Regions from separate parts of the Mus musculus genome. Here regions 2, 3, 4, 5 and 6 are each linked to region 1. The links are chromatin contacts, called in public HiChIP or PLAC-seq and promoter capture Hi-C maps. All regions are on one chromosome and are shown on one strand. Each heading gives the region's core, a stretch centred on a gene start, on an enhancer-like site or on the middle of the called end of the contact. The rest is flanking DNA. Distances are from core to core; before and after follow the strand shown.

Evidence for each region. Promoter capture Hi-C pulls out the DNA fragments that hold promoters and counts their contacts. HiChIP or PLAC-seq counts read pairs in DNA pulled down with a chosen protein or histone mark.
Region 2: a contact with region 1 is called in a FOXA1 HiChIP or PLAC-seq map of pancreatic cancer cells. The contact joins the promoter of Loxl4 here to the promoter of Nkx2-3 in region 1. A contact is called at or near these places in 1 of 39 promoter capture datasets (liver), 1 of 115 datasets of contacts at active chromatin or transcription factors (pancreatic cancer cells) and 2 of 9 other capture datasets (embryonic stem cells and liver).
Region 3: a promoter capture Hi-C map of liver shows a contact between it and region 1, with 2.3 times the contacts expected there. The contact joins the enhancer-like site here to the promoter of Nkx2-3 in region 1. A contact is called at or near these places in 10 of 39 promoter capture datasets (the 3T3-L1 cell line, embryonic stem cells, hematopoietic stem and progenitor cells and 4 more) and 1 of 115 datasets of contacts at active chromatin or transcription factors (pancreatic cancer cells).
Region 4: a promoter capture Hi-C map of hippocampal neurons shows a contact between it and region 1, with 2.9 times the contacts expected there. The contact joins the promoter of Sec31b here to the promoter of Nkx2-3 in region 1. A contact is called at or near these places in 5 of 39 promoter capture datasets (3T3-L1-derived adipocytes, cranial neural crest, hippocampal neurons and 2 more) and 1 of 9 other capture datasets (liver).
Region 5: a contact with region 1 is called in a promoter capture Hi-C map of trophoblast stem cells, with 5 times the contacts expected there. The contact joins the enhancer-like site here to the promoter of Nkx2-3 in region 1. A contact is called at or near these places in 14 of 39 promoter capture datasets (the 3T3-L1 cell line, 3T3-L1-derived adipocytes, the C10 cell line and 9 more), 1 of 484 Hi-C or Micro-C datasets (the G1E-ER4 cell line), 1 of 115 datasets of contacts at active chromatin or transcription factors (embryonic stem cells) and 1 of 9 other capture datasets (liver).
Region 6: a contact with region 1 is called in a promoter capture Hi-C map of embryonic stem cells, with 3 times the contacts expected there. The contact joins the promoter of Scd1 here to the promoter of Nkx2-3 in region 1. A contact is called at or near these places in 2 of 39 promoter capture datasets (both in embryonic stem cells), 2 of 484 Hi-C or Micro-C datasets (both in embryonic stem cells), 1 of 115 datasets of contacts at active chromatin or transcription factors (embryonic stem cells) and 1 of 9 other capture datasets (adipose tissue).

Annotation. Positions count from the first base shown.
Region 1 is chr19:43,610,511-43,614,572 of GRCm38.p6, reverse strand. Nkx2-3 (NK2 homeobox 3) reads right to left here and starts at 2,248. Exons shown (of 2, transcript NM_008699.2): 1 at 1,724-2,248; 2 at 1-267. The coding sequence starts at 2,072. Gm20467 (a long non-coding RNA gene) reads left to right here and starts at 2,517. Exons shown (of 4, transcript XR_001782682.2): 1 at 2,517-2,771; 2 at 3,383-3,471; 3 at 3,663-4,062.
Region 2 is chr19:42,610,860-42,614,921 of GRCm38.p6, reverse strand. It overlaps Loxl4 (lysyl oxidase-like 4), which reads left to right and starts at 2,116. Exons shown (of 15, transcript NM_053083.3): 1 at 2,116-2,204.
Region 3 is chr19:42,658,659-42,662,720 of GRCm38.p6, reverse strand. No RefSeq gene overlaps it. Among named protein-coding and RNA genes, the nearest start is that of Gm25216, 39 kb to the left of the region's middle. Within about 2 kb of position 2,365, at least 109 of the 459 cell types and tissues checked have an H3K27ac peak or open chromatin away from gene starts, as enhancers often do. A contact at or near this core is called in liver, pancreatic cancer cells and trophoblast stem cells, where this site is marked.
Region 4 is chr19:44,544,019-44,548,080 of GRCm38.p6, reverse strand. It overlaps Sec31b (Sec31 homolog B (S. cerevisiae)), which reads left to right and starts at 2,233. Exons shown (of 26, transcript NM_001033343.1): 1 at 2,233-2,293.
Region 5 is chr19:42,809,837-42,813,898 of GRCm38.p6, reverse strand. It overlaps Hpse2 (heparanase 2), which reads left to right. Exons shown (of 12, transcript NM_001081257.2): 10 at 874-1,019. Among named protein-coding and RNA genes, the nearest start is that of Hps1, 32 kb to the right of the region's middle. Within about 2 kb of position 2,113, at least 22 of the 459 cell types and tissues checked have an H3K27ac peak or open chromatin away from gene starts, as enhancers often do. A contact at or near this core is called in trophoblast stem cells, where this site is marked.
Region 6 is chr19:44,405,902-44,409,963 of GRCm38.p6, reverse strand. Scd1 (stearoyl-Coenzyme A desaturase 1) reads left to right here and starts at 2,255. Exons shown (of 6, transcript NM_009127.4): 1 at 2,255-2,578; 2 at 3,204-3,477. The coding sequence starts at 2,555.

The sequences.
Region 1 (4,062 bases), core at 999-3,498:
CCTGCCGCTGTCTCTTGCACTTGTACCTGCGATTCTGGAACCAGATTTTCACCTGCGTGGACGTGAGCTTCAGGCTGCTGGCGAGATGCTCGCGCTCGGGCGCCGACAGGTACCGCTGCTGCTTGAACCTGCGCTCCAGCTCAAAGACCTGAGCTTGCGAGAAGAGCACCCGGGGCTTCCGGCGGCTCCGCGGCTTCGGCCTCTCGCCGTCCTCGCTCGTCTTACAGTCTCCCGCCGCTTCCAGAGACTTCTTCAACTGACAGCTTTCTAAGGGAGAAGCAAGACATTAGCCTTTCTAGTTCTCAGGATACCACCCCTGCGCCCCAGAGGCACAAAACACTCCCGTAGTAAATGCTAGTTTTGGGGAAAGTTCATAGTTTCTGGAGCCCAATTCCGCCCCCCCCATCCCCCCCGCGTCAGGCGGAGCACCTCCACCGGGAGAAGGCGTATTCGGTGAGAGTAATTAGCTCGCATTTATTAAATTTGAGCATCAGCGAGAAAATAGATTAAATGTGCCGGTCCAGGGGCTAATAACAATTTTCAGGCGACCGCGGAACAGGACCCCGTATCTGCAAACTCGTTTGCCTTCCACTCCCCTGAAGGTGTGGAACGAGTTGGTATTGGGGACTGGAGGCCTGGATGCATGGGTTGATTGCAAAAATTGTTTCTCTTTGGAAATATCTAAGTGAAAGGCGTATGTGCAGCTCAAGAATTGATTTTTTTTTTAATTTTCAAAACTACTGAGAACGCGTCTGTGACAGTATCTGTATGTTACCTTACAGAGGAAAAACAGTTGGATGGACCGATTTAGACAGTTTCATGTCTGTGTTAGGCCTGGAGAATTGTTAGAGAAAAGATTTTGGTCTCAGCCAGATCAAATCTCCACTCGGAGAAGAGATTATTTGATCCTGTTTCCCTTTCAGACATTTCCTTATGGGCTTATTCAATTATCTGATTCTCCTGCCTGCCCCACCTCTGATCTGCTGAATGGCCAGAATCCCACTCAGAACTAATTCAGGAACTTTAACCATTCCACTCCGCCTGCAGTATAAGAAACAAAGCGAGCATTACGATATTTTTTTTCAGAGGCCTTCACCTCCTGGGTGTGACTTGCTGCCGTCATCTGATATGGATCGAGCTCCCACACATTGGCCACCACCTCTCCTCCTTGCAGTTCGAACGTAAGAACTGCAAGCTCCGAAGTAAGCTGGTGTCTCTCAAAGTCTTGCCCGAAAGGATGGCCCAAACACAACATTCTTGCACTGCCTTTTCGGGACAGCCGGGGTGACTGCCCTGGCCTCGCTGAATTCACCTCACGTTAGAAGAAAGACAGAAAAATGGCAGAAAACTGACCCCCCCCTTTTTTTTTGAGAAGATGGGTGTGCGAGAGAACACACACACAACGGACAAGTTACGACCCAGGCTCTGGGCCCCCGTCACTCATTACTCAAGGAACCAGGATTGCAATAATCACTTTTCCTTCCCTCGGGGACTGCTCCGGGTCCCTGCTCCGGGCAAGAGCTGTTCTCTCTTTCTCTTTTATCCCCGCCCCAGCACCATCTCAGGTACCTGTGCTTTGCAGAGCTGTCCTTGAACCTGGCATAGGCATGACCCTAGCCGAATGTGAAAGGGGCGGGTGGCCATGCAGGCACGGTTTGTGGGTTTATAGGCGCTGAGCCATTGCCCCAGGTGTGCGGACGCGTTTCCTTCCCCCTCTACTCACTTTGGCTCCGTTCGCTCACAACCTCCTCTTCTTGTTCCTTGGGCCCGCTGCAAGCGTCTCGGAGAACTGTATGGACATAGCTCTGAGGACAGAGACCCGAATCTCCATGGCCCTCGGCAGCAGCTAGTGAGTTCAAATAGGACAGTTTCTCTCCCTCTTCTTCCTCGTCCTCCTCCCCTGCATCGGAAAACTGCGTCCCTTCAGCCGTGGCCAGCATGCAGGGTGCCGAGTGGAAGTGCTGCTCCAATTCCGCCTGCAAGTGAGCTCCGTGGAAGTGCCGCTGCTGCTCCAGATTCAAAATGTCTTTGACTGAGAAAGGGGTGGAGGTGACCGGGCTTGGTAACATCATCAGGGCCACTTAATTGTCCAGTCCAAATACTCAATAAATCCCGGCGGGGGCGGGGAGGGAGTGCGGTGGCTCCAGCTCTTCTTCTGGACTCCGCGGTGGTGCGGAGTCGAGCTTTTGACAGACGCGGTCCAGTCTAAATCCCCTCCATTGGCCGGGACCTGGGGGTCTGGGTTTTGTTACAGCCACTGCAAGGACTGGGGCCGGGGCTGTGAAGCCTCTGTCCGGGGGCCCTGCGTCACGTCAAGGGGCGGGGTCGGCATCCTGGCCTCCTTCCCAATTGGTTCTTGTGTATGTGGGCCACGCCCTCTGCGTCCACCCAGTGGGATGTTGCTGCGCTACCAGAAATAGACAGGGACTAGAATAGGGTCCTGAGATCCAAGTCGCGGTGGGAAAAGCTGCAAAAAACCGGGTGTCCGAATCACCGATTCCCGCTCCACCTGGCTGCACCTTCCCGACCAGGGGCAGTTCTGAGAGGCCAGACTGCGGATTTCTAAGGAGAGGAGTGTTGTATCTGTGGAAATATGAGCGACGTGTCAAATTCCACCTCACCTTTGCTCTAGCTGTCCTCGCCACCTGGAGTGCCTTTCCCACCCTCATTTCCACAGTGGAAAGCTGTTCTCCGAGGAAAAGCTTAAATACCTCCAAGGAAACTCCGCCAGATCACCTCACCTAGAGGTCCTCTTCCTCGGAACTTGCTCAGTAATGTCACTTGTCACTCTCCCATCTAGTGCCAAAGCTGTACTTAGTGTCCGCTCGATTGTCACTTTAGATTGTGAGTCCCTGAGGGCAGGGTCCAGACCGTACTTGCCCTTGCAGCCCTCGAAGTGGCTTCAGAGAGCAGGTCTGTAGAAGACAAGACGACCGAGTTCTGTTAGTGTGCAGAGGCTCTATGCTTCGAAGCCTGGCCTGAGTCAGTATTTGGTTTTGGACGTTCTCAGTTTCCTGGTCAATATAAAGGAGCCGAATTGCCTCTTCTAGGGTTATTGTTGGAGTTTTTTTGTTTTTGTTTTTTAAAGGATAACCAGGCCGGAAGCATAGCACAGTTGTCTACTTAAAGCAAAGAGCTCAATACTTGTAACTACCCTTGTTCTTTGTGGGAGGTCAGAGCAGTGTTTGTTGCCTGCATTGATTCTGACCGGGCTGGTGTTCCACTGCACACACTGGGTGGCTCTGGTCTCAGAAGGGAGGGGACCCCCGCTGTGGCTGCAGCTCAGGCAGCCTTCTGAAGGGAATCGGGAGCCCGAGCCTAGGCCTCAACTTTCTGAAACGCCTTATTTCTCTCTTTCTGAAACCGTGGTTGTGTTCTGCAGGGAGACTAAATGCAGCCTCAGATTCAGAAAACTGCCTGATGGAGACCACCTTCTGGTATCCACCCGCCTACATACCTAGCCCCTGAGTGGTAAGGGGCACTATTGTGAGATTAAGAGCAAAAGGTGTGGGCAGCAGGCCTTGGAAAACCAAACTAGTTCCGCTTTCAACGTAGGGTTCCTCAGTAGGCCGCCCTTGCTTTTATTTATTCTCTCTCTCTCTCTCTCTCTCTCTCTCTCTCTCTCTCTCTCTCCCTCCCTCCCCCCCCCCCCGCCCCCGTAGAACCTCACAGTTTGGGAGAGACCGGCCTCAACTAGAAGGGTTCGCCGGATGGCGGCGCGGTGACCGAGGACGACGCCCTAGGAAACTTGTAGACAGGGCATGAATGCGGATTACGTGGAGAGCGGCCTTGCGGAACCCCGAGGCGGCAGCGAGAGGAGTTGATGCCCTTGGTCCTGGAAAGAAAGAACTGCGGGTTGGGAGGAGAGAGAGGCGGGGCTCTTGGGGGGGGAGCGGAAATACAGCGGGGAGGCAGCTCGTGGGGCCACCCGGGAGGCTGGTACGAGGCTCCCTCCACGTGCTCTGGGGGAGATGGGGAAAGATCATCTGTGGTTAGGCCCCGGCTCCTTGAAACCATTCCTTGGTCGCAGGAGCCTTTTTGCTCTAAGACTTGAAACTAGAC
Region 2 (4,062 bases), core at 867-3,366, 1.0 Mb after region 1:
CAGTTCACCGCTGACTGCCCTCTGTAGATGACAGCTATGTGGCTTTGACCATGTTGTATAACCCCTCTCTGCCCCATTTTATGGTCAGTTATTAAAATTGTGAAAGAGTTTTCAGTGAGGGCTGAAGGAAATGGAACCCAAAACAATAGTTTCCTGACACCCTACTCCCCCCCAGCCCCCTCACTCCCCCACCCCACCCCCACTCCACTCCCCACCCCCGTTACAGTGATCCTGGCAAGGACTTGCTTTTCCCGGCTGGTTGGTTGTATGTATCCACTACTCTATAAACTCACAGAGAGAAGGACAGGACCACAGGTGGCTTGCCTGTGTCTTCCTGGGACCAGTCTGGGGACCTGTGACTTCTAGACCATATATTCCAAATGTGAGTAGTTACTGAGTACTGCTGTAGGACTTGTAATATACTCAGGATAAACAAAGTCAAAGAGCTGCCAGGGCAAGGCAGACACTGTCTTGCCCATGAAGCGTATGGTAGAGGGTCACAGACCTTGGGCTGAGGTCCTGTGAGGCCAGGGAGTCAGGCAGGAGGAAGCTGCAGACCTAGTTAAATCCTGTCTCAGGCAGTGAAGATGAACTGAGTTCTCCCTTTGACCCTCACAAATTAGCACTTAAGAACAAGGGGAAATCCCACTGGAATTAAGCTTAGGCCTAATACCCTCACTTTTCAAGGAAGACCCTCACCTGCTGTCCACCGTTGCCTCTGGCCAGTCTTGCAAGGTAAGGACTTCCGGCCAACATCAATTCATTCATTGGGTTCCAAGGTATTTTTAGCTCTGGGCAGCCAGGCCTGGTGGGTGACTGGCAGCAGGCGGAGCCTCCCATGTTGCTCCTGGCTCTGCATTAGAGGTGGCTGGGCAGAGGGTGGAGGCCCCGTGCATACCTGGTATCCTGGTCCACAGCTGCCTCATTGTCCCTAGGGGAGGAGCCGGGTTTCTGCCTCTGCCACTGACCTGAGGCTGGGAGCATTCTTTCCTGTTGATTCATCCTAGGGAATGTTTTGGGCCCAGGTCGGGTGGGGCAGGGCCACTGGGGGGACATCTTAGACATGAGCAGCTAGGGGTGGACCCAGGTCTCTGGCAACATGGTCAAGGTGACCTGGCTGTCACATGCCATCTTGGCCCTCATTACCTCTGCCTTGAGGTCACCTTTATTTGCACATCTTCCCTCTTCAGACTTGGGTACCCCCCTGCCAGCGTCTAGCACTTTAGCCCTTTTTCTAGCACATAGGAGAAAAATCAACAGAGGGTCCTGAATGAAGAAACCGTTAGCTGTCAATCTGAGGCAAGGTGGGGGACGCGCCGCTCACTGCTCTGAGACTAGAGAGGATACTGGAAACAGTCTGCTCATTTCACACGTGAGGTTCTGAAGGAGCTGAAGACTGGAAGCCCGAGGCCTGGAGCCTGGTTGCTTCTTCAGCTGGGGGACTCCCCTCCGCAGGCCTTCCTTCATTTGTTGTGTTCCACAGCCTCTCATTCCCCTCTGTCCTCCACTGCCCTCATCCCCTGAACCTGGCAAGGACCAGGGACATCCTGGCTAAGTACCGGAAGTCTTAAGTTCTCTGCTGCGAGGTTTATGACTCTGGGAAGCAAATCCTGTCTCCTGGGACTGAACTTCATAATGAGCAGAGCTTTGCTCTCAAGCCGCCTTCAGTAAACCTTGGGGACCAGGTCACAGAGAGACTGTTACTTAAGCTGCATCACCCAACCACTGAACGGGGCCCTCACCCCAAAAGAACGCCTGCATTGCCCTGCAGAAGCAGCCCACGGGATCCAGACCTAAGACTGTGGGGCGCTCAGTTCTATAAGGTTAATGGGACACAGCTCCGATCGCCCATTAGACAGAGGAGAAAACCGTGCCTGCAGAGGCACTCGCAGACCGGATCCTTGCCACCCGACGCTGTCCCCCGCCATGCGTCTCCGGGACTCCGTCACCCCCCACGCTCCCCGCAGCGCCTGGGACTTCCCAACTTGGCCCAGTCCCGAGCTGCGCGCCTGGCTGGTGGCCGGCCGGGCGGGGCTGCCCGTGCACACAGGCGCGCCCGGGGCGGGGCCTGCGACCTCCCCCGGGGAAGGCCCGGACTTGGGGCGGGAGGCTGGCGGATAAAAAGCCCCCAGGGCGCCCCGGGAGGCCCGTTAGCGCTGCTCTGCCGTGGCGCCCAGCCCAGCCCCGACCTCCAGATCCTGCCGGTGAGCTCCTGCCTGTTGCGATCTCCTGTCTGCCTCTTGCTGTCTGTCTTGTCCTTTCTTCTGTTTCTCGCGGGTGGGCAGGCCTCTAGAAGCTCAGAGGAATGGGGGGATCCCATGGATAAGTCAGCCCAGTGGGTGGGTCACAACCTGCTTCCCCACTGGACAAGTGCCCATCATGTTAGGGGAGTTGGTTCAAGGCTACATGAGTGGAGAGAGCTCTGGCAAGCAGGAGTCTGGGTGTTAGGTTTGTGAATACACTGTGTGTGAACACACTGTGTGTAACCATTTCTCACCCTGAAAGAATGCTGGGGACGGAGTAAAATAGAACTAGATGTCTCTCCTGTGACTCGGGGCACTAAGAGCTGGAGCAGAGCTGGGCTCCCCTCTACATAGAGCTGACTGCTGGAGATGATGTGAAAGAGGGTTTGGAGGCAGAGGGCTTCAAACCCCACCTTCCCCAGCCCTATATAGGTGGGAGCCTATTTGTAGGCTCTGCTCTAACCACAGGAACGATGCCATAAGGGTACAGGGCCTAGACCAAGGCCCAGAGAGTCACAGAAAAAGGACTAGGAGTGACCCACAGCTAGCCTCTCAGGATAGCCGCCCCCCCCCCCCAAACCTCTAGGAATCCTGGGCAATCATCCTCTCGCAGCCTTCCCTCCTGGCCAGGGCAGGTGCCTGTGTCTTCAGACTTCACTCCAGTGCCCTTGCACTTCAGCCTGAGTCATATAGCCAGTGACAAGGTAGAGTTCCATTCACCCTCCCTCTCTCTCCCTCATCCAACATCGATCAATCAATGAGAGCCCAGACTGTAGCCAGGTGGCCTGTTTGAATTCTGGCCAGTCCAGCTATTTCATTTCCTGGGGCCCCGACCTTTCCATCTGTGAAATGGAGAGGCCTATTCAAACAGGGTCCTAGAGGCATTCTTATCCTGTGGCCCCCTCACCCATTCCCTTCTCCCTGGGGAAGAGAAAGGGCACCTTCTTTCTCCAAGACCCAGTTCTCAGCCCAGTCCTCCTGTACTCAGTCCAGTGGGAACAAATAGGAAGGTAGGATACTGGGAGGCCTTTCTGGAGGGAGCAGCATTTGAGCTGGGTGTTGACATGTGTGTAGGAGTTTAACAATGGGCCCTGGGAGATGAAGGCTCTGTCTTGGGAATGACAATGAGGAGACGAGCTTGGTGTGAGTAACAGTTCTGGGAACCTGGAGTGGGCAGGAAGTATGGAGGCTCTCCAGGGCCTGCATCCTGGTGGCTTGAAAGGAAGGGCACTGCCCTAGCTTACAGGCACAGGTCTTGCAGCAGAAGCCCACCCCTGCCTCTAGGCAAGGAGCCTGAAGGCCTGTGGCTTCTGAGGAGACCTCCAACAGTGGGAACTTGAGCCACAGTCACAAAGCAGAACAGCCTAGCCTATCAGAGACCCCCAACAGCATGTTAACACCCTAGGGCCATTTCACATGTGTGCAAATTGAGAGGCCAAGAGAGGAAACCTGGACTCTTGACATGGTCACTGATGGTAGTTCCCTGACCCATAGCAGGAGCAGTATAGGGTCATCTCTCAGCTCAGACCTAGTGACCCACTCCCCACCCCCTCAGAAGAGCACAGAGGAGAAAGGGGACATGGAAAGAGAACACTCTGGTGACAATCATCTTGGATCCCCCAGGACCCTGAGTGTGGAGTGACACCAGTCGGGGTTGTCATCTGGGAGAAAGTGCAGCAGAGCCAATGGGAAGAGTTGGCCTAGTCTCTGTGTGTCAGATGGGGTGGAGGTGGGGTCTGGCCTCATAGCGTAGGTGGAAGGGACAGGGATGAGTCTAGGGACCCATGGTTGGACAGTGGTGACAAATGGTTCTACCAAG
Region 3 (4,062 bases), core at 1,116-3,615, 950 kb after region 1:
ATATTTCAGTTATTAAAAATATCATGGAAACACAGCTCCCGGAGATGAACTTTGAGGTACGAAGTTGACAGTCTAGAGCTAAAAATCAAATCATTTGTTTTTCTATAACGAGAGTGAGGAGGTAAGAAAAGCACGGGTTTAACTGAGGTTGAGAGTGGCTGAAGCCACCGGAGCCTACGATAAAGTCGGAGATGCTTGAGAATTGGGGCCCGCCGCAGGGGAGTGACCCCCTCCCTATCTACACGGCTGGCTGAGAACTCCCTGGAGGAATTCTAGGCTGGGAGGGAGGATCCCCAGCATGCCCCAAGTAATCCTTTTCTGTCTCATTGCTTCTAAAATGCTTATCACCTGCCAGCGTGCAATCGCTTTACGGAGTGGCTTGTCACCACGCCATTAAACTTGCTCCTATATATTTCTTTGGCCATTTGGCTTTCCCATCTCACCGGTGGGCTTCTGTCTGTGCTGAGCTGTGAAGCTGTCTTGGCTGCTCCCTCCACCCCAGAAGCTTTGCCCCCAAACGTTTAGAAGACGAGAACAGGCAAAGTGACATAGACACCCAATCTGGGCACCAGCACCCCCCTGGGCCAGTGCAGAAGGAGCACTTGAAGCTGGCCTCAGCCTCAGGATGAAGTGCAGGACTGACCTCAAGACACTTCAGAGAGAGCAAGGAGGCAGGAATTCTAACCTCACTGCTCTGAGCAATGCCGCCTCACTTCCTGGCCCAAGTCATCAGGAAATTATCTACTTCCTTTTAATGTCTGGGCCCCACCAGACAGTGAGCTCCCAAGGACAGAGGTAATAATAGCACTGACAGCCACCACTTGTTCAGCTCTTACACAGGCGTGCACTATTCTAAGTCCCCAGTGTCTTTAACTTCACGGAGGCCTCCTTATAGCTCAGAAACTGTGCTGCCACCAGCTTCCCTGGGGAGGGAAGGACACTGACGCCCGGAAGTTTCGTAACTGGCTTCCGATGGAGATAAAAACTCAAGTTCAGTCCAATGAAAGCCAAATTCCTCTGTGCCAATCACAGTGTGAGACACACTGCAGGTGCAATGCGCCCAAGGAACCAGTAGATAAATGGGTGCCTTTTCCCTACCACCCATCAGCACACTCCCCCTTGTGGTTTGAATGTGGAATCTCCCCCACAGTCTCATGTGTTTGAACACCTGGTTTCCTGCAAGCTCTGCTGTTTTGGAAGATGGTGGAAACACTTCAGGTGGAGTCTTGATAGAGGAAGTATTAGGGGCTGCCGTGAGCCTTACATTTTTGATAGCCTTGCCCTCACTTCCTGTCAGCTGCTTCCTGGCGGGTGGTGTAATGGGACCAGCTGCCTTCCCCACCGCACTGGGTCTGTATCCTTACAACTGTGAGCCAAAGTAATTTCTTTCTCCCTTAGGTTGCCTCTTGACAGGTTTTTGGTCAGAGTAACACAAAAAGTTAAATATTTCCTCTTCTTACACCTTGCCCTTGGGCCTGGATGCAGAGGAAAAGGTAGATATAGAACTCGGCTTCCCATAGTATGAGTAGGGAGGGCTTATTGCTTCTTCTACAGCGGTGGTTCTCAACCTGTGGGTCTCAGTCCCCTCAGGATCAATGGACTGTTTCACGGGGGTCACCTAAGACCACCAGAAAACATAGATATTTACGTTGCAATTCGTCACGGTAGTAAAATTACAGTTATGAAGTAGCAACAGAAATAATTTTATGGTTGGGGGGGGTCACCACAACACGAGGAACCATATTAAAGGGCCACATCTTCCATCTTCAGCCCTCTGAGACCTAAAATACAGCATAATGTACATCAGGTATGTCCAGAGCCAGCCACTGTGAGTTTAGGCCTCACCTCTGATGCTTGTCAGTATATAACGTCATACATTCTTCTCTGTACCTCAGTTTCCTAACTATGAAATGAGATATTTGGTTGTTCCCCTCATAGCTTCTGGGAGGACAAAGTGAGTTCGATAATTGTCCTTTCCAAGCCTCTGTGCCCCTACTCTATGATACCCCAAGCGAGGGGACAGCGGCCTCCAAGCCAGAGAGAGAAGGCCACTTCTCCTCCCCACATCTTTCTCTGGAGCACCTGGCAGAAAAGATCCTAAGGAGAAACTGGGAGACCCTAGCGCGCCAACAGGCCCTCGGAGGGAGGCCATTTCTGAAGCAGAGATGAAGTGACTGGGGCCGGGCCTCTGTAGATCAGACCTAAGCAGAGATGCCAGCTCCACCCCAGAAATCCTGGAAGCCAGTTCCACCTCTCTGGGGCTCAGTTTCCCAACATAACATGAGGAGCACCCTTGGACTCCCCCCTCATGGCGTTACTGGGACATTTAAATGCATGTGACTCAGGACAGACTAGAAACAGTGACTACTTGGTAAGGTATGCAGAGATTCCCACAGATTCTTGATGACCCAATCTGAAGGCTAAGCTCAGGGGGGGGGGGGGCATGTCTCACAGAAGAGCTGGTGGCTCAGAAAGCCTGGTGACAGGCCTGAAGCCAGTCCAGGACCATGGGACATCAAAGAACACTGCCAGGCTATTTTCCAACCTAGAAACAAATGTCACCACGCCCATGTAGGCATTTCCGTCTTACCACAGCACTGGCAAGCTAAGTGGCCTCCAAGCACTGACTCTGCTGGGTAAACAGCCCTGGCTACGTGTCACTTTGGAGAAGAGCTATGGCCACGAGGTCCAGGCTTGGAAGCTGGGTCCTGTCAACAGATTCCCCTCTTCAGCCCGCACATGGATGTTCGGACAAAGTCTGGCTCTTGGCAGGGTGAGCTCAGCACAGAGGCAAGCAGAGTCCTGTGCACCACGCTGCCAAGCCGGCCCAGAGGCAAAGGGCCCGAATCTGTTGTTTTCCAGTGTGTTCCTCTGATTACAATTCAGGCTGCATCAGTCTCCTGCTGGAACCCGCTCCTGCATGTGTTCCGAAAGCCACGCGGCACTCACGTGCCTGAACACTTGTTTGCTGACCCGAGGGATCCCTCTAGCTCAAAGGCTGAGAGGTTTGAGTAATCCCCCAATTTGGAAGGACACCCGTTTTAAGCTAGATCCTAGCTGGAGCTAACATCTTTTCTGACCAAGAGAGCAAAGAGAAGCTTCTGTAGTCCTCGCAGCAGAGCCCCATGGTCTGTTGAACAAAGAAAGGGGCGTGTCCTTCGGCTTTGACAGCCCAGGCCCCCACCGTGGAGCTGCCTGCAGGCCGATGGGGCTCCCCTAGACTATTCCAAAGATGTTTGCAAACATTCCCCAGGGGCAAGAGGGCAGTAGAGGAGGGACCATTGCAAAATTCAGAAAAGTCTGGACTGAAAAAAGTTGAGCCAGTATTCTTCTTAGAACCTTTAAAAATAATGTCAGTGAGCTCTAAGAGAAGTTTCTGGAAGCCCTGCCTCTCAGTTATGCTTGACAACTTCTACCTCAGTAGTGTGAGGTTGCCAGGACTACCTACTGGCCTTCCCCACCCCACACATACATGGCTCTAAGAAGGTATCGATAAAAACTCGTCGAACTTTATTTAATGCTAAAATTCCTTTCATGGATATTTGTCGGCAGCTTAGAAGAACTTTATCCTTGACATTCAAGAAGCACATTTTAATGTCCCCAAGGGTCCCTCATGTCTAGGGACAGTTTCTACCTTTGGCTCAATTAATTGTGGCTTAAATTCCAGCCCAAGCTGTCACTGGCTTCATTTTTGTTTTGCTTTGTTTCATTTATTATTGACGTGGGCACAGGGATGCACTCCCATAGCACACATGTGGAGGCCTCGGGGCAGCTGGGAGAGTCTGCCTTTTCTCCTATTACCTTTATCTGGGTTGCAGGGATCCAAGGTAGCCAGCCAGCCTTGCACAGAAAGCACCCATGCTGAGCCGTGTTGCTGGCTCCTGAGAAATGTTCCCTGTGATCTTCATACTAACAGGTCAGAGAAAAGCCACCAGTCACACTCAGCCCAAGACCTTGGTTCTCCTTCCTGGATGTGTGGCCCTGGACACATCCCAGACTCTGTGCCTCCTCTGGATCCTGGATTCTGTTATCTGCTAGGCTCACATGGAGGATTTAAGGAGG
Region 4 (4,062 bases), core at 984-3,483, 930 kb before region 1:
AGAGTCTGACTGGGCCTGCCATGGGCTTTTGATCTTAAACCCCACCCCCATTGACATACATCCTCCAACACGAACATGCTTCCTTACCTTCTAACCCTTTCAAAGAGTCCCACTCCCTGGTGACCAAGCATTCAGGTATACGAGCCTTTGGGAGCCATTCTTATTCAGACCATCACATCATTCAACTTAGATATGGGCTCCATTAGTGGATTATCTGGGCAGTTAAAAAGTGCAAAATTAGGGAGTGGAACTGAAAACGTTACTTTTTGAAGAATTCTTAGATTTATTGCGGGCTGCTGAGATGGCTCAGTTGGTAAAGATATGTGGTGAACACCTGATATCAATCTTTAGGCCCTACATGGTTGGAGGAGAAAATCCATTACTTCAAGGTGTCCTCTGACCTTTGCACATGTGCTATATATAGTGTGTGTGCATCCACACTTGCACACAGAATAAATGTCATTTTAAGAAGTTTTTTTTACAAAGATATACTCTTTAATCATCTCATTCTTAAATATTTATTTATTTATATGAATGTATATGGCTGTGTGCCACCAGGAAATGATGTTGGATATTCTGGGACTGGAGTTAGGCAGTTAGAAGCTGCAATGTGGGTGCTGGGACTTGAACCTTAGGACTTTAGTGCGATTTCTTTTGTGATGCTCCATCAGTGTGGTTGGTACTTCTGCTTTATTCCCTAATTTGGGAGTACTTTCCAAGGTTCAGCTGTGTGTGTGTGTGTGTGTGTGTGTGTGTGTGTGAGAGAGAGAGAGAGAGAGAGAGAGAGAGGAAGAGAGAGAATCTCCTGTAGCCCTGGGTGCCCTTGAACTTGCTGGGTAGCTTGGGTACCTGAAGATGACCTTGAACTTTTGACCCTCCACCCTGAAGCCACCACGACTACTGGTTTCTCTAGTGCTGGGAAATAAAACCAGGGTTTCAAGCCTTAGGGCAAGCAAGCACTCTCAGCCAATCCACACCTCTAGTTCCTAAGGCTCAGACCTTGTTCACTCCCCAACTCCACCCCCATCACCGGCTCACCTGTGATAGGACACTTAAAAAAAAAAAAAAGTTAAATGTTTAGTTGTAGCAAGAATGGTCCTGGCACAGATGGTGCCACACATGGGTGTCTATCTGGTTTCAGAACTGCCCATCAGATAATGGGCACCCCAGTTTCAGAGGTGACCCGGGTAGAACTCACCATGCATCAAGTGGCACTTTTGAACCAACTTGGGCATCTTCACCTGCCACAATTACCTCCACAGTTATCTCAACTTGAAAAGCATCTGTGATATCTTCACATTCTCTTTTCCTCTGCCTCAAGGTTTTAACTCTGTTATCAGCGACACCGGGTCTCCCTTGCTCTTGGGCCCCGGCTGTCTTGAATCCTTTCCTTTCTCAGTCAGGAGAGCCAGGGCAGCTCTCCTTCAGTCACCAGTATTAATCCTGACTTTCTTCACCGGTCCCTGGGCTGCTCTATTCCTCTTGTAATTGGGTCCCTGCCTTCCTCTCTTTTTTCTCCAAAGGGATCCATACTGCCAGATACAAAATACAATTGCCACTAGTGCCTCTGACCCAATAATTTTCAGTAATTCCCTGTTAACCGCAGAATTAATTGGTATTCCACAATTTATCTATCAGTACTTGTTCTTGATCAGTCTCTTTGACTTACTGTATGGGAAATGCCAGCATGCCCATTAGCTGCTTTGGCCCCCCTTTTTGCTGAAATATCACCTAGTGTTCTTTCAGCTCCAAGGAGTAATGCCCATGTCATGTGCCTGAAATCTTCCATGAAGTGCCTGGTTCACAGTTGTCTCTTTTTCCACACACAGCCGTTAATCAGTTTGTGGACACCCTCTACTAGTAGGCTCCAGTGTGCACCACTACTATTTACAACCTCGATTGCTTTTTAGCTAAATAGATCACACTGAGAGCTCATGGGCTTCCCTCACTTTAATAACTACATAATAAATTGAATTAGTGTTTTCCCTTTCTATACACAGGAGCCTGACTCAAATAGAATAGACTAGCATGTACTGGTGTGGGGGCTAGAACTGTGCAATCCCAGGGCAAGTGAGGCAGGCCCTGCTGGGAAACCTCTGCGCTATCGCTCTCGGTGCAGATTAGTGTTGAGGAGCTCAGCTAGGCGAGCAGAGGGAGTGGGTCGCCAGCTGTGGCCAGGGCAAATTGACTTTTGGCCCTCGGCAGCCGCCGTCCGCAGCGCGGTGCGCCCTTGGTTGGGACAGGACCGGCCCAGGCGGTCGCCTGTGACCCCTGACCTGGGCGCTCGGAACAGGTGGGTTTCCCCTGCGGGTCTGGGGTCCCGGAGCACCGCTCCTCCCACGGGAGGACGCCGGGGAGCTCGCCTTGACCACACCCGGGCTGCCACGCCTCTGGAGCACCAGTACGAATCCCCCCAGCTGGACCCGGTCCCGCTCCCCTTGCCACACAGTGTCCCCAACCCCGCCGAGGTCCAGCAGCGCTGCGCGCGCCTCCGACTGCCCCCCAAGCCTTGACTTGACCGGGCCCTCAGCCTGCACACTGTCGCGGTGCCCTGGCCAGTGGTAACTGACCGTCAAGCGCCTTGTATGGCAGTCAGCAGGCGAGAAGCCGTGTTGACCTTCTCCCTAAGGACTGGACTGCCAAGGGTCGTCCTCCCTGATAGTGGTTCCCCGACCCTATCAGCCCGCCACTGCTCTGGCTGTTCTGATCCTAACGAGGGTTTTTCTTATAAAATGATGCCTCAGAGCAAAGTGGATGAAAAGAGCATTTCTCAGCCGGGCGTGGTGGCGCACGCCTTTAATCCCAGCACTCGGGAGGCAGAAGCAGACGGATTTCTGAGTTCGAGGCCAGCCTGGTCTACAAAGTGAGTTCCAGGACAGCCAGGGCTATAAAGAGAAACCCTGTCTCGAAAAAAACCAAAAAAAAAAAAAAAAAAAAAAAGCATTTCTCCCGTCCTTCTGTCAATGGTTTAAGCACGTCATGAAAGCTTTGCTTAAATTAATATAATGGTTAAAAGCACGGGGTTTACATTGCGGCTTAGCCGGCTGTTTTCTATGTAAAACAAAGTAACAATTTATAGAAATTTCTAGTTGTGCCTGGCAAATGCGCTGTTGCTGGTCGCTGCGCTTCTGTACAGGATGGTTCTGACCAGCAGGTGGCACTGGTGACGAAATAGTGTAGTTCGCTGGTCACTGATAAAGCGGAGCTTCAGGAGTTTAGAAGCTCCCAGAAACAAGCTTAACTGACAGCCCCAAGCTTTTTTCAAGCTGGAAAGTACAATAGAGATTAAGTACTATTATCGCCTGCTTTTATAGGTGAGGCTGACCTGACTGGGTTGCTCAAGCAGGTCACAAATAGTTCTAAGTGTCCTTCTTTACCTTTCAGCCCTTTCGCTGGCCCGTGAGGATGAGACCTTGAGTATACATTAGAAGTGGAAATCACAGAGTTAAAATGAATGCGGTGTGGGGGCTTCACACTTGCCAAGTAGAGACAGGACGATCATTCTCAGTTACCTAGCAAGTTTGAGGCCAGTCTGGGCTACGGGAGACCATGCGCCCCCTCCCGCAAAAGGAAAGGGTCTGAAAAGATGGCTCTGTTGGTAAGAGCACCCGCTGGGTTCCCGGGGCGCTCACATTGTAGCTCACAGCCATCTGTAGCTCCAGTTCCAGGGGCTCCAACACTCTCTTCTGGCCTCTGAAGGCATTAGGTACCCGTGTGGTACACAGACATACATGCAGGCAACACACACACATATCTATGAATGTTATAATTTTAAATATATTAAGATAAGTTCTTACTTTGTATGTAGTCCACGCCAGGCTTGCCTGAACTTATGATTCTAATGCCTCAGCCTCTTGAATGCTTGGATCATAGATGTACATTATAGCTAGAAATATTTAATTATCCATTTCCCTTGGGAATTGGTACTCAGAGGACAGATGTGTGTCAATGACATAAATACAGGGTTCCCTGGCACAGATACAATATTTAAAACCAAGGGAATCAGGCAACGTCACTGAGAAATTACCTAGTTTGATGGTTATTGTCGGTAGAACTGTAGTA
Region 5 (4,062 bases), core at 864-3,363, 800 kb after region 1:
GATGCCTAAGAATTGGATTGCCATCTATGAACTCCTTTTTAAGGAAGGCGTGCTGGTCACCCAAAAAGATCCACATGCCCACCCCAAGCTGGCTGGCAGGAATGTAATGAAGCTGGAGATTATGTTGTATTAAACTTTAAAGAAAAAAAAGTTGACACAATACAAATCTCAGTTATAAGTTGTATCAAAGGCAAACACAAGCTGTGGTAACAGCAAATACACAAAATTAAGATGGTGGTAGGCAGACTTTTGTAAGCTTAGACACACGTTGGCTACAGAGTAGATATTTATTAAGTAGTTATAAATCTCTTTGGGAACATTCGTTTTATCACCAAATATTGAAAATAACCAGGAACTAAAACTCTGTGCAAGCTTTATTCTGTTTGTTTTTCTGGCTCTGGAGTGGAGACCTCAGCCCCTACTGAGTAAGCTTCACCCCCATCTCTGCGACGCTCCTCCAGGGCAGTGTTTGGAGAAGGATATCTTATATTCTTATATTGGTGACATCGTAAGGATCAGAAATGTCCATTCTCCAACTTCACAGAAACCACAAGCCAGCATGAAAATGAGGCCACAGGAAGTAAGTTTGGAAATGTAAGCCTCTCGCCCCAACTGGCTATTTCGTTTGAGAAGAACTTGGTTCATTTGTTCACAAGCTGCTCTGAGGCCATGTCAGTTAACTCTGCCCCACTTAGTCAGTGGAAGGTTGTGTTAGAAAGGACTCTTCATTATCAGCTAGCGGCCTGCTCTAGGAGGGTAGCCACACTATATTCCTAGCAGGACGTAGTCTCTGACCCGTGTTTGTCATGTTTTCTCAGCACACCTGAGTGCGCATGCGTTGTCTCTCTGACTCCACCTCTCCATTCCCCTCAGGACTATTGGCTTTCTCTGCTTTACAAGCGTCTGATTGGCCCCAAAGTCCTGGCAGTGCATGTAGCTGGGCTCCAGCGGAAGCCTCGGCCAGGAAGAGTCATCCGAGACAAACTAAGAATCTATGCTCACTGCACAAACCACCACAAGTAAGTTTTCCCACAAACGGTGGGAGCAGAAGGTCACCCAATAGCAGCCCCTCTTAGAAAGCCGGGGTCCTGGGACCCTTCAGAGCCCACCTTTGTTCACTTGGTCTTAACTGAATACTGCCTCTGTGGTCACCATTCTCTTTGCAGGTTGCCGAGGACTGATAGCTTCTTGTCAAGGAAGCCTTTCGTCTCTAGGATTTACTCAGGAAGGGTTCAGACAATGCTTTTTGTTCAGTCTCTTCCTCAAACAACAGATGTTTATTGGGCACTTTGGCTGTGCCAGTTGATGTGATGCCCACAAAAATTGTGTGTGTGTAAACCTGAGCCAAGACAAGAGGCTGAGTGTGACGCTCTGACCCACCACAGAGCCTAAGAAAATAAGTATCTATGGCACAAGAGCACGGGGTCCAGACTGGTTGGTGTCCCACCTAGGTCTCTGGAAAAGAGTGCCCAAGGGGAAGCACGCTAGCTTCAGGGACAGTTCCCATATTTCAGAAACCTCAGCCATGTTAAGTGTTAGAAGGCTGTAAAATGTAGACTTCCTTTGGAGGCAAAGAGGTTCTGGAAGCATCGGAACCCAGCGTGGTACTGAGAGCGTACCCTCCTTTTGGCCTGAAGTACTGGGCATCAACACAGTTCTCTTTAAAACAGGTAAGTCAATTACTAGTGAAGTTTGGCAGGTTTTCTTTTTAAGTTTAAAACATACAGGCCATAGGGGAAATTTTTAAAACTGAATCTAAAACAAAAACCAACTGGCCATCTCTGTCTTACATCACTTCCTGTTTAAGGCAGAGGCGATTACCCTAGGAAGAATTCTTTCTCTTACTACAGAGAAAACCTGGGGGCAGGACTGCCTCCTGGCTCCTGTCAGACCTCCATCCAGGGCCTATCTGGGCTGATCAAGGGGAGGGAAGCACAAAGAGCTGCTGTGGTCGGATTACACCATATGTTCCTTCTCCAGCCTTGATGAGACAGAGGCCAAGCCTGTTCATTCCTCATGATAAGATGCTTTCAAAGCCTCACTGTAAGCAGAGGTGGGCGCCAGGGGCTGTTGTCTTCCCTGTAGATACAAGTGCCTATTGTAGAGGAGGGAACGCTGTCCTGGGGACAGGCCAGAAGCTTTCAACATCCCATTTGCTCAGCAGGAAGCTCTGTCCCTTACCTGACAGTGACTGACTGCTTTATGGCCTTGCCTGGAATTATCTGATCATCACACAAGGCAACATTGTATTCCTTGTCTGTGGCAGGCCCTGAGGCAGCCACCCAAAAGGTGGACCCCAGCCTCAAGAGAAAAAATTACTCCTGGCACCTTCTGTCCCTATTGGAAAATGCACCAGTCTGCGGCCTTTGTAATAGTAGTCTGCGTCCAGGAATAGGCCAGCAATACATATAAGTGCTGAGAAGGATTTGTGTGTCCTCACTGAGGGCTCCCATGGAGGCCCTTCCCAGGGCTCACACTAGTGCTCATGGACATTTCATGAGAAGGTCTCACTTACATCCTGATGGTACCTTGAACCTGGGGCCAGTGGTCCTGTGTATGTTCTTTGTGTCTGATACAGTGGCAGGCATGAGAAAGGTCTTGTAAGTACATGAAACACGGTGCTCCTCACTGAGCTGTAGTTACAGAGCTTGCCGATCATGTCAGCTAGAGGGGGGAGTGTAATAAAATGGTATAGAATTCTACCGCTCACTATCATGAGACCTCCAACAACCTCTCCCTGCCCCAACTATGCCCCCACTTCTATGGAAGCCAATCAGAGAACCTCTTGAAAGGAGTTCCACCAAGCTCCTATCAAAATAAACTCTCCCTCTCATTAAAGGAAAGAAGACTACAATAATGATAAGGACCAAGTTAAAGGTCTTTTTCATTCCTTCAAATATGTAAGGAATGGATACTTTTGCAAGGTCTCCTCCTTGCAAAAAGTATCAGGTGCCCAGATAACTAGGCACAACGGTAGGAGAGACACCTGCTCCTAGAAGCCATGTATCTCTCTTGTCTCACAGCCTCACCAGTTAGGAGCAGCACTATTGGCTGATGCACTTAAATTTCTTTGTAGGCAAAGAAGACAAAACTACAGAATCATCTCATAACAGATATATTGGCTACATACCAATCAACCTTGGCGAACAGTCTGAAATAAATATCCTATATTAAAACAGGAGGCTTGGGCTGCTTGTACTTCCATAACCTTCTGAGGTTCTGGGGAGTCTGTAACATCCCCTGTGTGTAAGAAGTTTTGCACAGTGTGTATCCCCTGTATGTCAATGGCAGCCTTCTTGTTGCAGAGTTTTTCATCTGAAGAAGGTTCTTAGAGATCAATCAGCCTTGTGCCCCACAGAGCATAGACATCCCTTTTATATCTCCCTGGTAGTCATTTGTCACCCACTAGGACACCTTCATGTCTCTCATGCATTATGGATCCTTTCCGACCTCGCAGAGCCTGATCCCCTAAAACTGATTTAGGAGAAGTCAGGTTCTCACACCAACACCAGCAAATGCCTCTGTCCTCGCCTGAAGTTAACCAGTTATACAGCGCTGGCAGGCCTTCCACTCCATGCAATCAAGTGTTGACAGAGAAACTGTTTTATGGCCATTCTGCTGAAACTATGTATGTTTCTGGGGTGGAGCTGAGGTCCTCAGCCACACTCAGAACCAACTGAAACCTGGTAGATGTTGAAGCAAAATTGAGCCTTTTGGGGTTCAAATTCGTTTATTATTGGCAAAACATGACTTCCTGTTTTTCAGAAGAAGTTTTTTTTAAGCTCATAAAAAAGGTTCCTGAGGGTTCTTGGACATCAAATGACTCTTACAAAACAATATTTTGATGAGTTAAGTGTAAATGAATCAGAAACATGTGGATTAAATTTCCCTTAAAATACACAGGGGCTTTGAAATTAAGGGGAAAAATGTTTGGCAAAACAGGGCCTGAGTTTTACCAAACCGAAAACCTTTGAATTAGATTTGGAGACAGTGGAGCAGCTCCATTCTCGAGCACATTAACTTTCACTGGGAATGATCAATGACCGACGCGCATCAGCCCCC
Region 6 (4,062 bases), core at 1,006-3,505, 800 kb before region 1:
TCAGCACACATGTCAAACAGCTCACAACCACCAGTTATTGCAGCTCCAGGGATTCTCATACCTCTGGGCACATGTAACCCACCCATAGAGACATATAATTAAAAATAAAAATAAACATTTAAAATATATACTATAAGCAAATCGTATTTATTTAGGCGTTCTAGCTAGTCACTGTCCTAATAATTCCTGATACCAACTCGTGTGTTTTTCCACAGTTTTCTTTCCTATTATGCAGTCTTAGTGTGTGCTCGGTTGGAAGCTCCTGAAGTCTACAGTGGGTGCCATGTTACAGTCATATAAGATTACAGACAAACCCGGTCCCTACTATGTCTCCACTCCAGTTAGAGACACTGAAATCAACTCTCTCTTACCCAACGTTTTCTGGGGCCCCAAAGCTTTCTCACTAGCATAGCAGCTTGATTTTGGAGAGAGGTAGTGGACTCCTATACTGCATGCTGTCTTGGGTCTGCCCTTGTCTTTTCTGGCAAACGTGTGTTACAGTTTAGTCCAGGTAATATCCCCAGATCTAGGGGATAAGAGCAGAATGAGGGAATAGGGGAAATTCCCAGGAGAACCTGGCTGCTGCTATTGTCAAACAGGTCTATGTAACCCTGAATGATCTACAATTTGCTTTGTAAATTGGGCTTAGTGGCACAAACCTTTATGCCAGCACTTGAGAGGCAGAGACAGGCACACCTCTGAGTTTGAAGCCCAGCCTGGACTACAAAGCAAATTCCAACATAGTGAGAGCTACATAGAGAAACCGTATCTTAAATTTTTTTTTCAGAAGAAAGAAAGGAACTATGTAGAGTAGGCTGCAAAGCCATTGATATCAGACAGACAGACAGACAGGCAGGCAGGCAGGCAGGCAGAAGAAAAGCGAGAAGAGGAAAAAAAGAAAAGAACTCACTATGTAGACCAGGCTGCATTTGGCTTTTTGAGACAGAGTTTCTTTGTGTAGCCCTGGCTGTCCTGGAACTCACCTTGTAGACCAGGCTGGCCTTGAACTCAGAAATCCGCCTGCCTCTGCCTCCTGAGTGCTGGGATTAAAGGCATGCGCCACCATGCCAGGCCTGCCTTTACCTTTGAGCCACTCATCTGATACTCAATTCCTAGCTCCACCATACACTGGCTAAGCGTGACCACAGGTAACCTCAACTCTTTTAAATTTCACTTCCTTTTTAAAAAGACCGAGGAGCTGGACCCAGCTCAAAGGCAGACACAGATCTATGAAGCTTGAGGCCAGTTTGGTCTACACTGTGAGTTCCAGGACAGTCAGAGCTTCAGAGACCTTGTCTAAAAAGAAACCAATAACAGTAAGTACCAAGGAATACCTACTGCTCAGGGTCAGTGTGGGTTCAACAAAAAGGAAATTCTTGAGACTTCTTAGGGATCGCAAAGTGCCTGTTTGCTATTCGCACCGCACACTCAGGCCCTTTGATTCCTTAGTCCCTTTTCTTGGAATCTCAACGTGAGGATCTAAGGAGCTCTCAAACGTCCCGTCCCGTTTGAGGAGAAGCAGCTAGGATTGGGCTCTGGCTCCCAGCAGAGGCGGTCCCCGGCAGACGGAGCCCAATGAGTGAGTGCAGTTGTAACTCAGCGTGTGCTGTCAAGAACGCAGCAGCAACCGGATGCTGGCTGAAGGGATACACTATTGTTTTCCCGGGTCAGAGCCCTGGGCGCACCCTCATATCCCAGTCTCCCGGGGTTTCTCTTTGCTGGTGCCTGGAAGTGGGGGTAGATGTGAAGTTAGACCGAGTTGTGAGTGGCGGTAGCCAGTGTCTTCCTCACTTCTTTCGATGCGATTTCCCCAGTGAACCATTTGCTAAGCGCCAGACCAAAGTCCTAGGCTTGCACACAATTCCTACTTGGAATCACGTTATCCTGCTCTTAAAGAAAAGTCACCCATCAGCCCACAGCAAAGAGGATAAGGAGAAAAAGAGGGGAGGAGAGAGCGAGAAGCTAGAGGCAGAGGGAACAGCAGATTGCGCCTAGCCAATGGAAAAGGCAGGACAAGGTGGCACCAAATTCTCTTTGGCCAATGACAAGACGGGCTTCACAGGAGGCACATTAGCATTTATCCCCAGGCAGGGGGTTGGAGCAGCGCGCCCTGTTGATGCCTTCAGCATCCCGGCGCCTCCAAGGTCTACTCTGGAATCTACTTGGCTTTCTTTCCCGTTCTTGGTCCCGCCCTCTCTCTCTCCCTCCCTCCCTCCCTCCCTCCCTTCCTCCCTCCCTCCCTCCCTCCCTCCCTCACCTCCACGCCTGGCTTCCTTGGCTAGCTATCTCTGCGCTCTTTACCCTTTGCTGGCAGCCGATAAAAGGGGGCTGAGGAAATACTGAACACGGTCATCCCATCGCCTGCTCTACCCTTTAAAATCCCAGCCCAGGGAGATCTGTGCACAGCCAGACCGGGCTGAACACCCATCCCGAGAGTCAGGAGGGCAGGTTTCCAAGCGCAGTTCCGCCACTCGCCTACACCAACGGGCTCCGGAACCGAAGTCCACGCTCGATCTCAGCACTGGGAAAGTGAGGCGAGCAACTGACTATCATCATGCCGGCCCACATGCTCCAAGAGGTGAGCTTCCAGAAGCGGCCCTCGCTCCTTGCACTGGCCACGCAGCTAGGTGACTGGTCCCGGGAGGAGAAAGTTGAGAGTTCTCCGGACTACTGGGCTTTCTCGAATTCTGACGTGACCGGTTGGTTGAGAGGTGTAGATTGTAATTTGGGCAGATGAGTCCCAACTTTCGTGCCTTTAGCTTTAAAGCAGCGGTTCTCAATTTTCAAGATGCTGCGATCCTTTATTTACTACAGTTTTTCATGTTGTGGTGACCCCCTCCCCCCCAACCATAAAATGATTTCGTTGCTACTTCATAACTTTAATTTTGGTACTGTTTTGAATCGTAATGTAAATATCTGTTTTCCGATGGTCTTGGGCTGCCCCTCTGAAAGGGACATTTGACCCCCAAAGGGGCTGAGCGTGAGACACAGGTTAAGAACCGCTGCTTTAAAGAAAAGCCCGTCCTACCGATACTTGTATAACTTACACGGGGATCCCTTTGTGTGTTACTGAGGCTATAAATGTTTCATTCTTCTTTCCTATTTCTCTCTCTCTCTCTCTCTCACACACACAACACACAGAGAGAGACAGAGAGAGAGAGCCCCACAGATCGGCCTCCCCCGACTGAATTTTTTCTTTGCAGATCTCCAGTTCTTACACGACCACCACCACCATCACTGCACCTCCCTCCGGAAATGAACGAGAGAAGGTGAAGACGGTGCCCCTCCACCTGGAAGAAGACATCCGTCCTGAAATGAAAGAAGATATTCACGACCCCACCTATCAGGATGAGGAGGGACCCCCGCCCAAGCTGGAGTACGTCTGGAGGAACATCATTCTCATGGTCCTGCTGCACTTGGGAGGCCTGTACGGGATCATACTGGTTCCCTCCTGCAAGCTCTACACCTGCCTCTTCGGTGAGCAGCGCCCCTTGTCTTGGGCCAGTGCCTCAGATTTCTCTTTGCTCTCTAATAAGGTACCCTCTGACCCAAGGCAGTGGCTGCTCTGTTCAGATTTCCCCAGCCTTTTTTTCTGGTTCCTTGTGGGACTTAACATGAATACTGAGTCCCTGTGCAGGAGACTGGGAGGGGTCTACCTGAGGCAGAGAAGCAACTCTCTCTGAACAAGCTTTTCTGTATGAGACGCTTGCTTAAGCTGTGCATCCTGGCCCCACCTGACCCAAGAGAACCCAGCCCTACCTGAGAGGCATGGGAAATCCCGTGCTAGTCAGGGACAATTGTGGACTACTCTTCAGCCAGGGCAGGGAACAGACCCCGAGGACACTGTACCAGAGCAGTCCTTGAAAAGAAAGGGACAAAAGGCAGTTATTTCCACACAACTATTCTGACTCCAAACTCTTGACTAGACCAAGCTGGTTTGCCTTGGGGAAAGACGATGCAGGTTTCTACAGCACCCAGTCTCCAGGTGGGTGTTCTGCGCCAGGTCATTCTCCAGGGTGCAGCACCTGCGAATCAGCAGCATGTTAAAAGAATGAAATAAGG